Regions from separate parts of the Dromaius novaehollandiae genome. Here region 2 is linked to region 1. The links are chromatin contacts, called in public Hi-C maps. All regions are on one chromosome and are shown on one strand. Each heading gives the region's core, a stretch centred on a gene start, on an enhancer-like site or on the middle of the called end of the contact. The rest is flanking DNA. Distances are from core to core; before and after follow the strand shown. Region 1 overlaps REPS1 (RALBP1 associated Eps domain containing 1). Region 2 holds the start of TXLNB (taxilin beta).

Region 1 (7,904 bases), core at 2,366-4,865:
GAGATAGTGTGACACAGAATAATCTTCAAAGTCTGCTTTTCAGGAAGATCCTCAAAATGAGGGCAGTGCCTTAAAAATAGCACATTTGACTTGAATGAGTGTGTTTAGTCTGCTGCTAAATATTTACTTGGAAAGGTCAAAACCAAAAGGTACTTGCACTTTCTGTGAGATTCGAGCAGCTTTTTCTGAGATGAGACTGAATGCAATTCATGATTTTGGTTTATAGTGATTCCTGTCATTTCAGAAGCTGGGGAACAGACTGGTGAGGTAGGTTATGCCAGCTCTCCAGCAGAAGCTCCTCCAAGCAAGTCACCATCTATGCCATCCCTAAACCAGACCTGGCCAGAACTGAATCAGAGCAGTGAGGTTAGCAGATGCTTTTATCTAAGAATTCTTTCATTGCCAAAGTCAATAACTAAATTGTGTATGCATCCATAATTCATCATAAGTGGAATATTGATTACAGATTGAACGCATTGACAAAAACTTCAGCCCTACAATAGACATTTTAAAAAACAAGAAGGTTCTGCATATGTTAAATTGTAATAAAGGTAATGTTTACTTTGGTTCTCCTGTCCCATGGTGAGATGAGTTGCTGTTTAAAATGTTGTGTCATTAGTAGTAATTGAGTTTTATATGAATCATAAAATCATTTTGTTTCATATTTATTGGAGGTTTAATCCATTCTTGATTTCTTGGGGTTCTTACTCAAACTTTTATAGACACAACTTTTGCAAAACTGCAAGGTAGATTTCTGACAGATAGGGACATTGAGACCATTAACTGTGAAGGTGAATATACCTCAAAATGTGAAAAATCTTGCTAGTAAGGTAGAGAAGCTGTAGCTCTGTTTCAGAAGCACAGATTCTACGTTGAATCTGAAGCCAAGCATTGGCTAAATTTATTTAAATATTACACTTCTGCTATCGTGTACTGCTGGTATTCATTTTATCATCTGGATAAGATTGTTTATATAGTAAACCTGTATTTTGTCAGAATTTGAAACCTAAATTACTCAAGAGGATTCTTTCACAAGTGTCCTTTGATTAAAAGTATCTGCTAAAGTTTCATTATCCTAGGATTTTTTTTTGTTGATCTGTTTTAACAGATTTTTGGATTTGCAATTTATTCTGAATAAACCAGTGTTTTATTCTAAGAGCTATTTCAGAGACTTAAACGGTAAACTGAGAAGGAAAAAATTATACTGTTTGTACAGTGACTGTCAAAGTTGGAGGCCATGGGCTACACCTGGTACTCCTGGATGCCCCCATACTATAAAGATGTAGGCTTGTTTTTCATTATAAGAAAATGAGAAAAGTACTGAAAGTATTTGTTGAAAAGTCTTTTCATTTAATAGTCTGAGATGCTCAAGAAGAGTCTAAAACTTCTTTTAACAGCTAAGATAATATTTACCTATAGGTAGAACTGTCTGTCTTGGGTACTAAAGGAACTTTTTGTGCCTTTTTTTCTTCTTTAGCCTTCAAGTGAATAGAATGTTGGTAGTAGGAAACCTAGACAAATGAAGAGGAGTCAGTTCGAAAATAAGCAGACTTTTTAGGATTAAAAGGCAAGGGCAGATGAGATTTTGTTCATCTCTTAGGGAGGACTTGTAAGAGCCTGCTTTGGCTTTTAGTGACAAATGGAAGCCTTACAATGGTGCTATCATTAAATAAAATAAGTAACGATATGATTTAGTGATTCTTAGCTGTTTGTTTTAGGAGTGGCTTTTAGACTGCAGGTAGAAGCTATGTGTTAGGAAGGAGGTGAGCAGATACTCAGTTGCTGCTAAGAAGTTGTAAATGTCTGTAACTCTTTTAAATTTTGTGTTGATGTATTCCCCTGTACTTGCAATAAAGGTTTAATAAGCTTATCATTTGGTAAGCTGAAACACAATTGAATGGATTCCTCCAGTGACCAGTGCAACTCAAACTAATTAAATAGCAAATTGTCCTTAACTTTGCTCCACTAATGCAACTGTTTTGCAAGCCAAAATCTCCCTTATATAACTGACAATGTGGTATTTTTCTCTCTGAAAATCAGTTCAAACTTTAAAAGGTTTGGAAAAGCTCTCAGACCAAATATACTAGAAAACACTAATACTAAAATGAGAGTTAAAAATTTATTAAGTGTTAAGAAATTGGTGAAAGGCATGAGGAGGTTTTCATCTAACATCAAGGAACTTCTGTTTTTTTGCCTATATTGCTATGCATGTTTCTTGCTTCTCATCCTTTTCCTTCCATCATGAGTCAGGTCAAAGTCCACAACGTGTTAATGCCATGAAAGAATTTCTGGTATTACTTCAGGCACCAGTATGATTGTTTCCTTTTGAACCTCTTCTAACTGTCATCTGCAAAGAGGTTGTTTAAAAAAGTTATGCAGCTTTGGGTCAACGGTCATTTCAGGCAGTTTTCATCCCAGTTAGTTTCAAAAGCTTTGATTTCTCTGTTCATTCTAGCTCATAGTTGATTTTTAGACTCTAATTGCCAGGCTCAATGTAAACTCATGAGTATGGACCAAAGCATCAGCTTCAAATCTCAAAAGAAAGAGCACCATGAAAAGTCCACCTTACTCTTGATACTGATCTCCTGCGTACATGTCAGGCATACATTCTCATGTTTTCACTCATCGCTTCTTTCTCATTTTAGACACCTATGTCATCCAGTCTCAAGTCTGAGCACTTAGTTCTGATAATGTAAAAAATTGAAAAGACTTCTAAATTTCTTTGAAAACTGTCTAGCATGATATGATCGTATTAGCTTTGATACAGATATGGAGAGTTGGTTTTGAGTTCACAGCTTATGACCTTGTTTCAAATGTTAGACCTTGTAGTAACAGTTCAGGTTGTTGTGGGTTTTAGTTGCTAGTAGTTAACCTTTCAAAAGGTTTTTCTGAAAGACTTTTGAAAGTCTGGAAGACAGATATTTTAGTTAGTGGAAGTTTTAATCTTGGAACTAAACAGGTATGGTCAACTTCTCTCTTAAGCCATACACAGAGTTTGAGATGCAGTCCAGTAGATACTTAATATATGTGTTTCTCTGTTAACCAGGGAATTAGCAGTGACTAGCGTTTGGTAATATTTCAGAAAGGAGCACAAATGGCTTGTTCCCCTGAGCAGCCAGAAGGTGTTCTAAAAGATTTATCTGTGCCCAGCTAGGGAACCTGAGGCCGGTTAATGAATATCCTGCAGTATGTCTTCAGAGAAGTAGAATAAAAAGTACATTCAGCATACTACAACCTTAGTTAGGTTTAAAAAAAAACATACACCAGCATTTCTGACATCCACCTTAAACAAGATTTGGCACTGATTTTGGTGTAACGTAGATACTGTATGTCTTACTTTTTTAAAACTTATCTTCTATAAAGGAGCAAGATTTCTGTCATCAAACTGTTTGCCAGTCTCATCAGTAACTTTGAAGCCATAGACCAAGTTGCATTTAAAAGGTAGTGGTAGTCCTAAAATAGATGCTACTGCAAGTCTCATGAAAATGAGCAGCTATGTGAAGGCAAGAGGCCAGGCCAAGGAAAAGGCTAGCAGAACTCAGCTGTTAAGTTTCTGACTTAATCAAAATTGGCTCACTCAACATGTTTATATAGCTCCAAATTACTTGCAGTGCTATGCTGCCCCTTCTTGACCAGGAGGAGAGGGGAAGCACAGAGATGAGTTAAGGATTAATACAGGGGGTAGGAGAGAGTATTTAGTGAGAGAAAGCTTACATCGTTGTTATTAAGGCTTTATTAGAGTCTGACAAAGGGATAATTTTGTGTAAAAACAGCAGCTGAATAATGTCCCATGATTTATGCCTTAAATGAAATTCTGAAATGAGGAGATGAGGCCCTGTCTATACAAGCAAAATCTCCATACATGAAGGCACTTAACTTTGTGGGTCTTTTTCTGAATTTTTGTGATTAATTTCAGCTGATTGAAAACAGTTACTTAGAAGTTTCCATAAAAAGAACTATTTCTGGAATAACTGTTCTAAACTGGTTTCATATACAGGCTATTCACTGAATATAGTATGGTATAAAGGAGTGCATGAGATTAGGTTGGCTAACAACTGTATAGCTCATCCTGTGTATTCTGGAAACATTTATAGTTATTTGCCTTGTAAAGGTGGGACAAGAATATTCATTGTTTTCATAGCTATACTAACATCATTTTTGTCAAATTTTCTGAGCACTAAAAATCTTGTGTCTGTAATTTTTGCTGTACTGTTTCAAACTTGACTAATATTTACTCATTATTTTACTAAGATGTAATAGGTTTAGCATTCCTTGTGTGATTTGTAATCTTGTTTCTGGATCACAGATTCATTATATGTACTTTGGTACTTCATTGATTTGACTGTAGCTGTAGCTTGACTTATTAAGCATGAGGACTCTGACAGTTATGTATTGATACAGCATGCCTATATCTTGTAAAACTGTTCAGAAATTGACTTATTTGCTCTTAGCAATCAACAGTATTTGAATTTAATTCTGTGCGTTGTCAGCAATTTAGGCTTGTTTAAAAAAAACTTACAGAATAGAATCATTTCTCAGGGGTTGCACTGGCAAGATGAACTGATTTAATTAGCGTACTCTGCTCAGTGTTCATTTTTGTCTGAGATTTTGAAGAGAAATCATATTTGCTAAATACATTTGAAAATTGGCAACTACAAAACTGAGGAATGTTTGTGGGATTTGTAATTATGAACACCCACAACATATGGCACTGATTGTATCTTTACTATATTTCAGTGGCTTAAGCAGCTTTTTTTTTAACTTGTGTGATTTACATTGAAAAACACAAACTCTTAGAATACTTCTGAACTGACTGTGTGCCTGTATCTTCATTATGAAAAGTGAATATAGATAATTGATGTTGGCAGGTAATACACTTGCTTGCACAGCAATCTCAGATGGAAATAAAAGATTCAGGGTATATTAGCGTGGCTTCCAAGTTAAATACTGTCCAGTGTGAATTTAGTACTTTCCAGTGCAACCTCTGAACTACTATGCTAAATCTCCTCAGTGATCTTTTACTCCCATCTTTCTCATCATGCTGACTTCTCTCCTCTGTCTGTTCAGCAGTGGGAGACATTTAGCGAACGCTCTTCAAGCTCACAAACTCTGACCCAATTTGATTCTAACATTGCACCAGCTGATCCTGTAAGTCAATCACTTAGCTTGCTTGTTTGAAATTAATTTTATTAACACCAAATTTCCGTACATTGTATTTAGCTGTTATGCATGATTCCATGGACTGCTTTTATGGGAATGGTGGCAGGCTTATTAATTTTTTTTGCTTATGTTAGGAATAGAAGTTTTCTGGTACTACTCACTTTTAATATCGAAGTGCAAAAAATGTTTTTTTTCTTGATTTTGATGCAATACAACACTGCTTGCAAACCTGTATTATGCAAAGTATTTAAATATAAGGGTTTTCTGAAAATATTCATGAGATAACTCAAGGGCCGCTCCCAGTAATAAATCGGTTGCTCTTCAAATTTTGTCTTCAGTGTCTTTTCTAATTGCAGAACTTGCTTTGTACAAAATCTTAGAGCTGACAGTGCCAATCTAAGGGGAAAAAACTGTCAGACTTGAATGGGTGTGGTATTTCATACTCGTAATGTTTTTACCATGTTACTTATTGGTAGAGCTTTTAGTATTTCTCCAGCTAAATCCTTTGCTGTTTTAACGCTTTAGTGAGGAGTGCTCTGAATGATTATGCAGTTAGATATTTTGCCAAGCTTTGGAGCCAGAACTTTACTATAGTGCTTTAAGTTCTGCTGGTTTTAAACTTTATAGCATGTGACACTGAAGCAGTTCTGAAGTGCCTTAAAATTACTTCAGTATTTAGGTGCTTTCATCCTGCTTTTCTCACAGATTTAATTATCACTGTGTTCATTTTAACCTGTTTGTATCACAGAACATAGTAGATACACATAATATACATTTCACTGCTTCTAATATTAAACAGGTCACTTGTGTAAAAATATGTATATGTATATAGGTGGCTTGTATTCTTGGAATTAACACTGCTGTTTATTAGAAATAATGTTTCTAGATGCTGGAAGATAGAATTGAGACTGCACTGTTTCTAACCCCTAGAATTGCCCTTATTAAATATATTCAAAGCAAATTAAAATGTCGTACTTAAAATCCAATTCTTTTTCATCTCTAAGACTTTGTAACTATATTACAGTTAAACTGAAGTCTATTGTAAAGAAGTGTACACATCTGAAATCAGTTCCTGGTTGTGTTTGTTATTGTATACAATTGCTTAATAGTAAGTAGCTATCACCATATTGCTTCCACAATAGACTAGTAATTTATTTTTACATATAATTAGCAAATAGCAAATCTGAAGTGTAAAATTAGCCACATATAGGGAAAAAATTTAAAAGTAGAACTGTGATGATATATGAAGAAAAATACATAAAAATACTGGAAGTATATGCGATAGGCCTGAGCTACAGAACAACCTGTTCTCTTGTGTTCCCGAAGGAGAGAATCGGTTTTCTTGAGCATTTGTTAAAAACTAACTAAAAAGTAAATTCATAGCCTGACTTGTTTCTCTCACTATTGGAGAAGCGGCTTGTTTGAAGGGAAAAAATAAATGGGAGGAGTAAAAAAGCACGTTCATTCTTTGATATATGAACATAATTTGCCTGTTTTAAGTGAAAGTTGGTAACGCATTAAATTGCTTTGTGTATATTGATCTGTATTAATACTTTATATGAAGTTCATTTAACTTTTTCAGGCAAGTGAGGTTTTTTGTATTAGCTGCCCATTAGATTAGAGTACAGGAACAAGGTAGCTACAGCAAGAGTGATCTTTACATGGCAATCCCATTATTGAAAAATCCAATATATTTTTAATTGATATCCATAAGTTATGTTGCAGCAGTGTTTGAACTGTTATTAGAAAGTGGCCTTAAAAGTTTATATTTACAGCAAAAGAGTAATACAGATCAGTGTAAACGGTTATTATAAATTATTCGTGTAAATGTACTATGTTTTGTGAAAGTGGTCTAGTTGAATAGTCAAAATCAGGTTAAAGTTTTGATGCCTGAGGAGTTTTGAAACCTCTTTATATATACCTAGAGACACAATATGCTCTGTTTCTTTGTGCTGTCATTGGCCCATCCATTCATATATTCTGAAGATAGATGACAGAAAAACATCTCAAATGAGTATGTCCATATTTTTGTTACATGTGGGCAAGCGTAAAAGTTTGGGAATTTTTTTAAGCTATCTACACTTGGTATCCAAATCAAATGGAAAGGGCTGTCTATAAAGTACATTATAATAATATAGTCGCTTATCTGAAACGCAAAGAAAATGCCTATAGGTATAAAGTCAATGCCTATCTAACAATGTATTTCATATTGTTTACTATACTGAAGTTTCAAGGATTTTACTGTTTTAAAGATACCTGAAATTATTTGGCTTAAACTGCTACAAAGTATGTATTTTACAGAGAATTACTCATGCTGTTTAAAGAGCCCATAACTTTTGGGGGCATCATAGGTAAAACCTGGGAATGGGATTTTGAAGTTTGTTTTGAAGATGCATTTGAAGTGACAAATATCTGGTATGCCAGATGATGGCAGAAAGCTAGCAAAGTAGAGGTCCTAATTACATCAGTTACCTATAGAAACATTTCTAGTGCCCTTTTTAAGTCGAATGCTAGGTACACTTTATAAATGCTTAGAGTAACTTTGGCTCATACAGCTTTGGGTTTATGCGTCTGTTCAACTCCCTGAAACTCTGTAAAAATTAAATTTATGAATTTTTGTTTAAAAATTGCTTTCACATGGCATGAGAGACTTAATCTAAAACTAGATTGACATCACTTCCTCCATCTCTTCCACAGGATACGGCAATTGTGCACCCAGTTCCCATAAGAATGACTCCAAGCAA
Region 2 (7,904 bases), core at 3,974-6,473, 180 kb before region 1:
AGATAATACTGCACTTTTTCTTCCCAATAAATTGCCTGTATATATCAGAGAAGGATTGTTTCCAGGCTGCAGAGATGCATTCAGGTGTGACTGCCTGCTTCACCCAGGGGATTCCTTTACCTTATGTGTGATTTTTCAAATGAAGCTATTCACCAGTTTGCCAAATTCTTCAAATAGCATATAACATAACGTATTTATGGAGAGTCTATCTCTTGGGCAAGCTGAAGTGGTGGAAATTGCCTGTAGAAAATTGAAACCCTGATAATTGATTTTGCTTGCTCTTAAGGTTTCAAAAGACTTGAATCTTTCCAAGAATAAATCAAAAACTGTTCGGTAGGAAACCGTGGGGAATTCTTCCAGATTCTTAGAGTGGTTTGCTTGCTAAGATTCAGAAATTATATTCTTACTGATATAGATTTAGAATTAAATTATTTGCTTAAAATAGTTAAGTCTGTTACCTATTGGGATTTTCTATGTCAGGTAATTTGACTGTGCTATTAACTGCCATTTGTAGCCAGGATCTGTGAACTGTAGAAGAGAAAACCTGGCAAACCTTAGGTATATGAGAAACCCTTGAGGTCATAAAATCTTATTAGATTAGATGTAACACCTGGTTTATGTATGCAAATAAATGCAAATATGTTATTTTTCCCTTTCTTTTTGACACAGGACTAAGCAAGAGAGAAATGATTCCTGAGCAGCTCACCAGGCAAAATGTCTGATTGGTCCAGATGTTTACAGCATTTCTATAGAAGTAAATTAAACCCAGTGGTGATCAGTCTTGACAAGCTTAGCCGTGGGACCTTGCAGGCTCTCCCAACACTCGTTCAGGTAGAGCTGCACACAGCGGGAAACCACCACCAGACTCAGCAAGCTTACACATCACTGTGCTCTTGCATCTTAACACCTTTATGAAGGCTATTTCTGAAAAAAAAATCAGATATGTTATACTTTCATTGTATATTTAATATACATAAGTTTATCATGGTATAAGTATATTATGGTATATTATATAAAGTGTATTATGGTCTAAGTATATTATGGTGTGTGTTTAAACAGAATGGACCAATTTTATTTGCAATATAATTAATAGAAGTAGAGGTATTACAGGAATTGATTCTGCCCAGCTACAGTATAATTTGAAAGACTTGTATGTTTCCAAAAATAAATCATAAATTGTTCTGTAGAAAAACCATGAGGAGCTCCTCCAGATTCTTAAAGGGGTTTCTTTGCTAGAATCCAAAAATTATACTCTCACTGATGCAAATTTGGCACTGAAGTGCCAAGCCATGGCAGTCCACTGCAGTCAACGTCCAGGTGTAGGATGTGATTAGGAGCAGTTGCCTCCAGATTTTCTTTGCTTAGGAGGAAAAAGAAATGAAGACTTGTAATTGCTCCTGGTGGAAAAAAAAAGTCAAAGGCTTTTTAATTGACTTTAACCAATGCAGTATTGCCTGCAGACATGGTCTTCTGGAGCAGAGCATCTACAGTTGCCTTCTGAGGGGTGCAGGCTGCTCTATTCTGTACGATGCATGAGACAGGAGACTCTCCACAGGCTCTTCACCTGCTATAAAGAGACTGGAAAGCAGGCCAAAGTAGTCTGTGTGGCTTCCAAGGGATATTAGTGTTTCTGCAGAAATTGAGCCTTCATTTAGGAGGAAAAAGAAATGAAGACTTATATTTGCTCATGGTGAAAAAAAAAAAAGGTCAAAGGCTTTTTAATTGACTTTAACCAATGCAGTATTGCCTGCAGACAGAATTTGCATATTTTTAAGCCCTTGAGCATCTGAGAGGGAGACTGTAAACTTGAGCTTGTAGGTCTTTCACCTAAACCTTCCCATGACACAAAAAAAGAATACACAAAACCTCCACAAATAATAGTTTCTGTGCCAATGACATTAGTAATGGGGTGGGTGTGGGGGAGCATCAGCAGGTGGGAGCTGAATGTTGCAGTTGAGGGAGATGGCCTGGGGGAAGAAAGGAGAAGATACATCCAAAAAAGACAAGAAGAGAAACCAAAAGCTTGAATAGAAATGACTTCATGAGGAACTTGTCCTTCCACTTGGTAAGGCTGAATGCATTGAATATCACATAGAGCAAATGATAAATATAAGTAGAAAATTACTGGTAAAATGATTTTTTTTCCCCCTGGAAGCCTGTTTCTTCAATAGATTTAGGTTTCTTTTATCCATGTGTAATCCAGAAACAGGCTAGAAGACAAGAAATTCCTATGTAACGTTGCCATCGACTAAGCAAGGAAGATAGTATATGGTTATGGATCTGTAATCCAGCTCATAGAACCCAATTGGAAAAGAAATTCCACCTGGTAGCAGGAAACTCTGAAGTAGTGGGTCTAGCTTTGATGTGGGGAAGTTACATTTCTTCTCTTTCTTGAGGATTAGAGAAAGCTTTTCTTTCTCCTCCCCTAAACAGGGACATGAAATGCCCAAAGCATTCCAAAAACAGAAACTTCAACAGCAATGCAGGTTTCACAGTCAGCATTTTCAGTACGCTCACTCCTCAGGTTTAGCCTCAGCTCATCAGGTGTAACCATCCCAGCATGCAGATTCAGAATGTCCAGTGTTTTCAGTATATAAATTGACTGTATAATGGTTTCAACACACACTCTAAATTTCTCAGTCTCAGTTTCCTATCCCATTATTTAGGTGGTTGTTTCAATTTACAGGTTTCTCTTGGCCAAAATCCAGCAGATCCCACTTAATTTTCTTTAGCTACACATATATACTACCTACGTAATCAGGAACACTGATTTTATCTGGCCTTTTCTCTTTCCTGACTGTATCAGAAATTGTTTTCTGTACTTGCATTTTTGGGAACTATTCAGAACATGAAGCTCTGGATTTCCTGTGGCTGATTTTTCTAACAATGACCCCAATTAATTTCCTGTTTTCAGTACCCTTTGATGTCCCAAACATATGTGCAAGTTATTACCACCCAGTGTACCACTGCATGTCATTTGAGCTGTGCTAACGGTCTGCATGGATGCTGTTAGCCTGTTGCAAAGATGAGCTAACGCATGTAAGCTTCAACCACAGTGAAAGAGGGTGAAGCTGAACGTGTCTTACCTCATGTTTGCCAAGGAGTGAGAATATCCTTCAGTTATTTACTGCAGCTTAGCTGTTGCTCAGCTCCTTGATAGATCAGTTGTGATTTTGATCCCAGAAACCCTGGAGCTGATTTTATTTCAAAAGAAAGATCAACAAGTGACAAGAACAAGAGAATTCTCCAGTCAAAACAGAAGAAGCACAAGGAGCCTATACAAATACTCTTATCTTCTGTTGTATTTTGTTCACTCACTCTGCCATATCACAGACAACCTCAGAGTTTTATCTTCTCTCAAAACATGTCCAGCCAGTTTCTAACCCCTTCCAAAAGATTCTCAGCAGAAGTTTCCAACCTTGTAAGCTCCCTTCATTATTCTTAAATCTATGACTTCTTCAGGAGCACTACTGAACCACCACGAGTGTCCAAAGAAGATATGAAGAATTGATTTTTCCTTAAGCCCTGATGCTCATGCATCCCCAGATAATATGAGCTGCCTTTTCCAAGTAGACAAATTACTAGAAATTGCAAATTATTAATGAGAAACCACCCCAAGTCTTTCTGTGTGTGTTTTTTCCTCCACTCATACACTATCTCCACAAATATTGCAGGACCTTTAGTTCTCTCCAGGGAAAGCCTGGGATGCTGGTAATATGGAATATTTCTTGAGCCAGTAGTCCTTGATGCTGAGCTATCCAGCACTGTTTCCTCTTATATCCCTCATAAATCAGCTGCAAAGCGTTTCTGAATCCTCTAGTGCCGTGCAACGCTGGTGAGCTTGAGGGCATACTCCAAGTCATTGTAGCATACACGTGTTTTTCCTCCTACTGCTGTTCTGAGCCTTACTATTTTTTTTTGTAGCCAAAGTCCCATTTCTTCACTGGCCACCAGTTCCAGCACCTGCCTATTGCTTCTCACTTGTTTGCATATTCGCACATTAAACTGACCTGCACTTCTCTCTGGAGAATGCATCGCAGAGGGTCCTTAGGCCTTCTGACATCTCAAGATGCTTCATGAGTAGTGGGACACAGAAGTGGAAGATGCTGGTCCCTGAGAAACAGCATGCAACTGAACTCCCTGGTGAGTGCTCTGCTGTTTATACAGACAACTTCTGGACAATGTAAGCTGGCACAGTAATATGCAGAAAGTAGGTCAGACAGGTTACCTTGGCAGCAATGAGAACATTTATTTGAGGGCTACAGGATTCAGAGGGACAACTATGCCAGCCATCTCTTTAGCACTGTTGCTCAATGGCAGAAGCTGGTACATTCAATCGAGGGACACCATGGTGGCCGTAGACTGGGGCACTTTCCCCATGAGGAGAGGCTGAGGGAAGTGTTCAGCTAGGAGAAGAAATGGTTTCAGGGACACCTAATAGTAACTCCCCAGTACCTATGAGGAGATTATCGAGAAGACAGAGCCAGGCTCTCCATAATGGTGCAAGGTGGGAGGACAAAAGGTAACGAGCATAAGGTGAAGCAAGAGAGGTTCAGACTAGCTATAATGAGAAACTTTTTCACCCTGAGGACAGGCAGGCAGGAAAACAGATTGCCCAGAGAGGTTATGCAGTCTCTGTCCCTGGAGGTTTTGAAGACTAAAGCCAAGTCCTGAGCAATCTGGACTGAGCTCATACCTGACCCTGCTTTGAGCAAGAGGTTGGACTAGAGGCCTCCTGTGGTCCCTTCCAGCCTGAATTATCCTGCGAGTCTATGATCAGAGATCAGTCTGGTTCATAATAAATCCAGCCCAAATCCAGGTTGCAAAGAGCAGTCACAGCTGAGAGCTCACATTATGGAAAGCCATCCCAGTCTCTGGTGCAGACATAAGAATTAAGAGTTTGACCAGTCCATGGTCCATACAGACAGATTTCACACAGCACAGTCCATCAGGTCCTTGAAGGATTAAGACATACCTTTCGATGAGAGCAGCTGCATATGGATCCTTCCTTTATTTTCTCTTTCTAAGGGCCTGAATCTCTAATCACTTGTCCTATCTCTGTCAGAGAAGGGAATAGCCAACACAGCTGGGTCACACTGCCAGCTAGCAGGCAGCCTCTCTGCTCGCCTATCAGAGCCAGTCCCCTGCAAAGCTAGCATTCAGTCTCTAGAGTGTTTTTCTCCTGCTGTGTCATCCCGTCCTTCCCCCCTCACTTGGTTTTCCTGTCCCTCTTCTCTCGGCAGCCGGATTATAGTACAAGTGTCCTGTTGCTGTTGTGCCCTTGTCTGAGCTTTCTGCCTGACTTTTTTTCTCCACTCAGCTCTTCTCCTTGCTCTGGTAAGTCTGATGAACAGCTTCCTTGCTGTCACTGCTTGTTGGCATGGCACAATGGCTTTAATCTAAGTGCTTCCCTTTGGGATTGTCAGCCCATGTTTTCTAGGAATAGCCTTAAAAGCCTAAGTAGCCTGTGGCATGTATGAAGAAAACAGGCAAGTATCTAAGGCCATTGGTGAAAGTGAGAAATGCTTCTCTAAAGAGTGATTACAAACATTTAAGCTGACTTTGGTAGAGCTTGCCTTTATGTGAGAATAGGGGCCATGGTTGTTTTTCTACAGCAATAAATGGTCAAGACTCAGAAGCCACATGAGACATGAGGCAAGTGACATCAGAAAGTCTCTGAATCTGGGTTATTTCCATGCCTGTATGAAAATATGCCATGGAGCCTCCAAATCTGTCTTCGTTTTTTTTTGTTTGTTTGTTTTGTTTTGTTTTGTTTTTTTACTAGAAAGTTGTACATGAATTCTAAAGCTATTCAAGTGTGACATGTAATTAATAAAGCTGATTTTATCAATGCTTTCTGAAGTAATATATAGGACAGTGTCTAGGTTGTAACAAGGCACATGCATTTTTCTGAAGGGTAATTGGAGCTACACTAGTATAGGCCATTCCTGAATTTAATATTTGCTGCTTTGAAGTTTTTCTGTAGTTTGGTCTGGTGTAATGTTAAGGTAATGCTTTAGATTTTATCAGCATATGCTGTCTGGTCTAATTATGTGGAACACTTTGTTTTAGAGAATTTGTGTGTGCGTGTGTGTGTGTATATGAATTTTGAGCATAAAGTGCTAAATACCATTACCCATTTTAGAAGTGCTTAAAATAACTTCTGGCTGCAGAGCAGGTGCCATGTGTCCTTCTGCTGGATACACGGGGAGGCAAGAACTAAATATAGACAAGTTTGTAAACCCTCTAGAAGTTCAAGCTGCAAGAAGGAAAGGATAAAGAAATTCCTGTGAGAAGGAAGTGGAAGCTTTCTTTTTAAAAAAGATAAACAAAACTCTGTGACAATATACAAAACTGAGCTAAGAAGAGAACACTTATTTTGTGTTCTGTTTGTGCTAGGACAGTGTCTCCTGTGACGGCAGCAGTGTCCACTCTTGCAGTGCAAGAGGCTGGCTGACACGGTGCACTGCATGCGTGACTTTTTCCAGCAGCAGAGGAATGGCTGTTGCAGCTCTGCTAAATCAGGCTCTGGCTCTTGCTGACTGACCTTTTACTTTAGAAGTACTGGCTGACTTCAAAGCACAGTGAATGCAAAATGTGCCATTAATGTGAAATGTTAAGGGATATGGTCAGAGCCAAACAAACTCAATATGTTACCAGACCCTACTTAGCCTCTTCTCTTGCCTCTGACTGCAGCTCTGGCTACACCATGTGCTTAGCCCATTTTGGTGTCTTCTGACCCCGTGGGCAGATCTGCTCACTGCTGTTGTCCCCAAGCATCAGTCTGACTGCGAGATGGCAGACATGGCCAGGCATGCTCCTGCAGACAGGCATCACCCTCAGAGGCGTGTCTGCAACTTCCCATCAGAGACTGGAGCTTGCCTGTGTCCCAAGGTGCTCCACTGCTCTCCTGGTTTAAGCTAAGTATTTTAACAGTGATAGGAGGTGAATGGAGAGGCTGCTCTCCCCAAGCCAGCACTGGCCCATCATGGGGAGGCAGTAGCACCCTCTTGCTGTCAGAGGTGTTTCCCACCTCTGGCATGTGGAAGAGAGGACGAACATTTCTCTAGCCAGGCCCTGGGTCTTTTCTGGGCCATGGTAGCCAGAGCTGAAACGCAGTTCATAGCAACTCCCAAACCACCTTTCTGCAGTGACTTGTGGTTCTGTCCCCACTGCACATTAGAGTCCAGCATAATAGCCTGCTTTGTTCTAACTTTGTTGGTGACAGGACAGTCTTAGAGTTTTAAAATAATGCTGGGAATCAGGGTGGAACACACACCTGGGATCTGGGCTTGAAATTCAGTCTAGCTGTATCTTAAGCAGAGAGGGCTAAAACTCAAAATGCCATGGGTGATGTAGGAACAACACATTGTCATAGTATTAACTCTATTTTCTGATGAAAATGAAACCTTATTAACCATCTAGAGTGAATATCTGTAGGCAGCAGCTAGAACTGTCTGGGATCAAGCTTCCATCCAAAAAACAGGGCCAAGAAAGATACTGATCTGACGGCCATTGAACAGGTCCAGGATTTGTGAGCACAGTAGGAAAAGAGTTGGCAAGATCCAAGACTCAAGCTCAGTCAGCTAACTGGTCATTCCCCCGCCTCACTGCATAAAATAGACTAAGGCCCTGTTGGACATTTAGAAGCCTGGAGACAAGAGTAGCAGGAGTCACAGAAGTCTAGAGGCAGACGGTCGAAATTGAGCTTGGTCATCCTCCTCTCAGTCCGTTGGAAGTCAAGAAACCAAGGAATTCCCCTGCTGTGCTCAGTCACCTAATTTTCAGACAATACTGTATCTAAGACAGCATTTAATGTAAGCACTTTGGGGCTTGCTGAGTTTAGCACCGTAAGTCTTTTACGGGCTGATAAGAAAGAATTCCTGATATACGTCAAGGTTAAA

The links. A called contact is a pair of places that touch in the nucleus more often than the background predicts.
Region 2: a Hi-C map of brain shows a contact between it and region 1, with 2.5 times the contacts expected there. The contact joins the promoter of TXLNB here to the enhancer-like site in region 1. A contact is called at or near these places in 2 of 4 Hi-C or Micro-C datasets (brain and ovary).

Annotation. Positions count from the first base shown.
Region 1 is chr3:65,390,377-65,398,280 of bDroNov1.hap1, reverse strand. REPS1 (RALBP1 associated Eps domain containing 1) reads left to right here. Exons shown (of 20, transcript XM_026121599.2): 9 at 227-366; 10 at 5,068-5,148; 11 at 7,858-7,904. Among named protein-coding and RNA genes, the nearest start is that of CCDC28A, 44 kb to the right of the region's middle. Within about 2 kb of position 3,615, at least 1 of the 2 cell types and tissues checked has open chromatin away from gene starts, as enhancers often do.
Region 2 is chr3:65,572,101-65,580,004 of bDroNov1.hap1, reverse strand. It overlaps TXLNB (taxilin beta), which reads left to right and starts at 5,223. Exons shown (of 10, transcript XM_026120215.2): 1 at 5,223-5,337.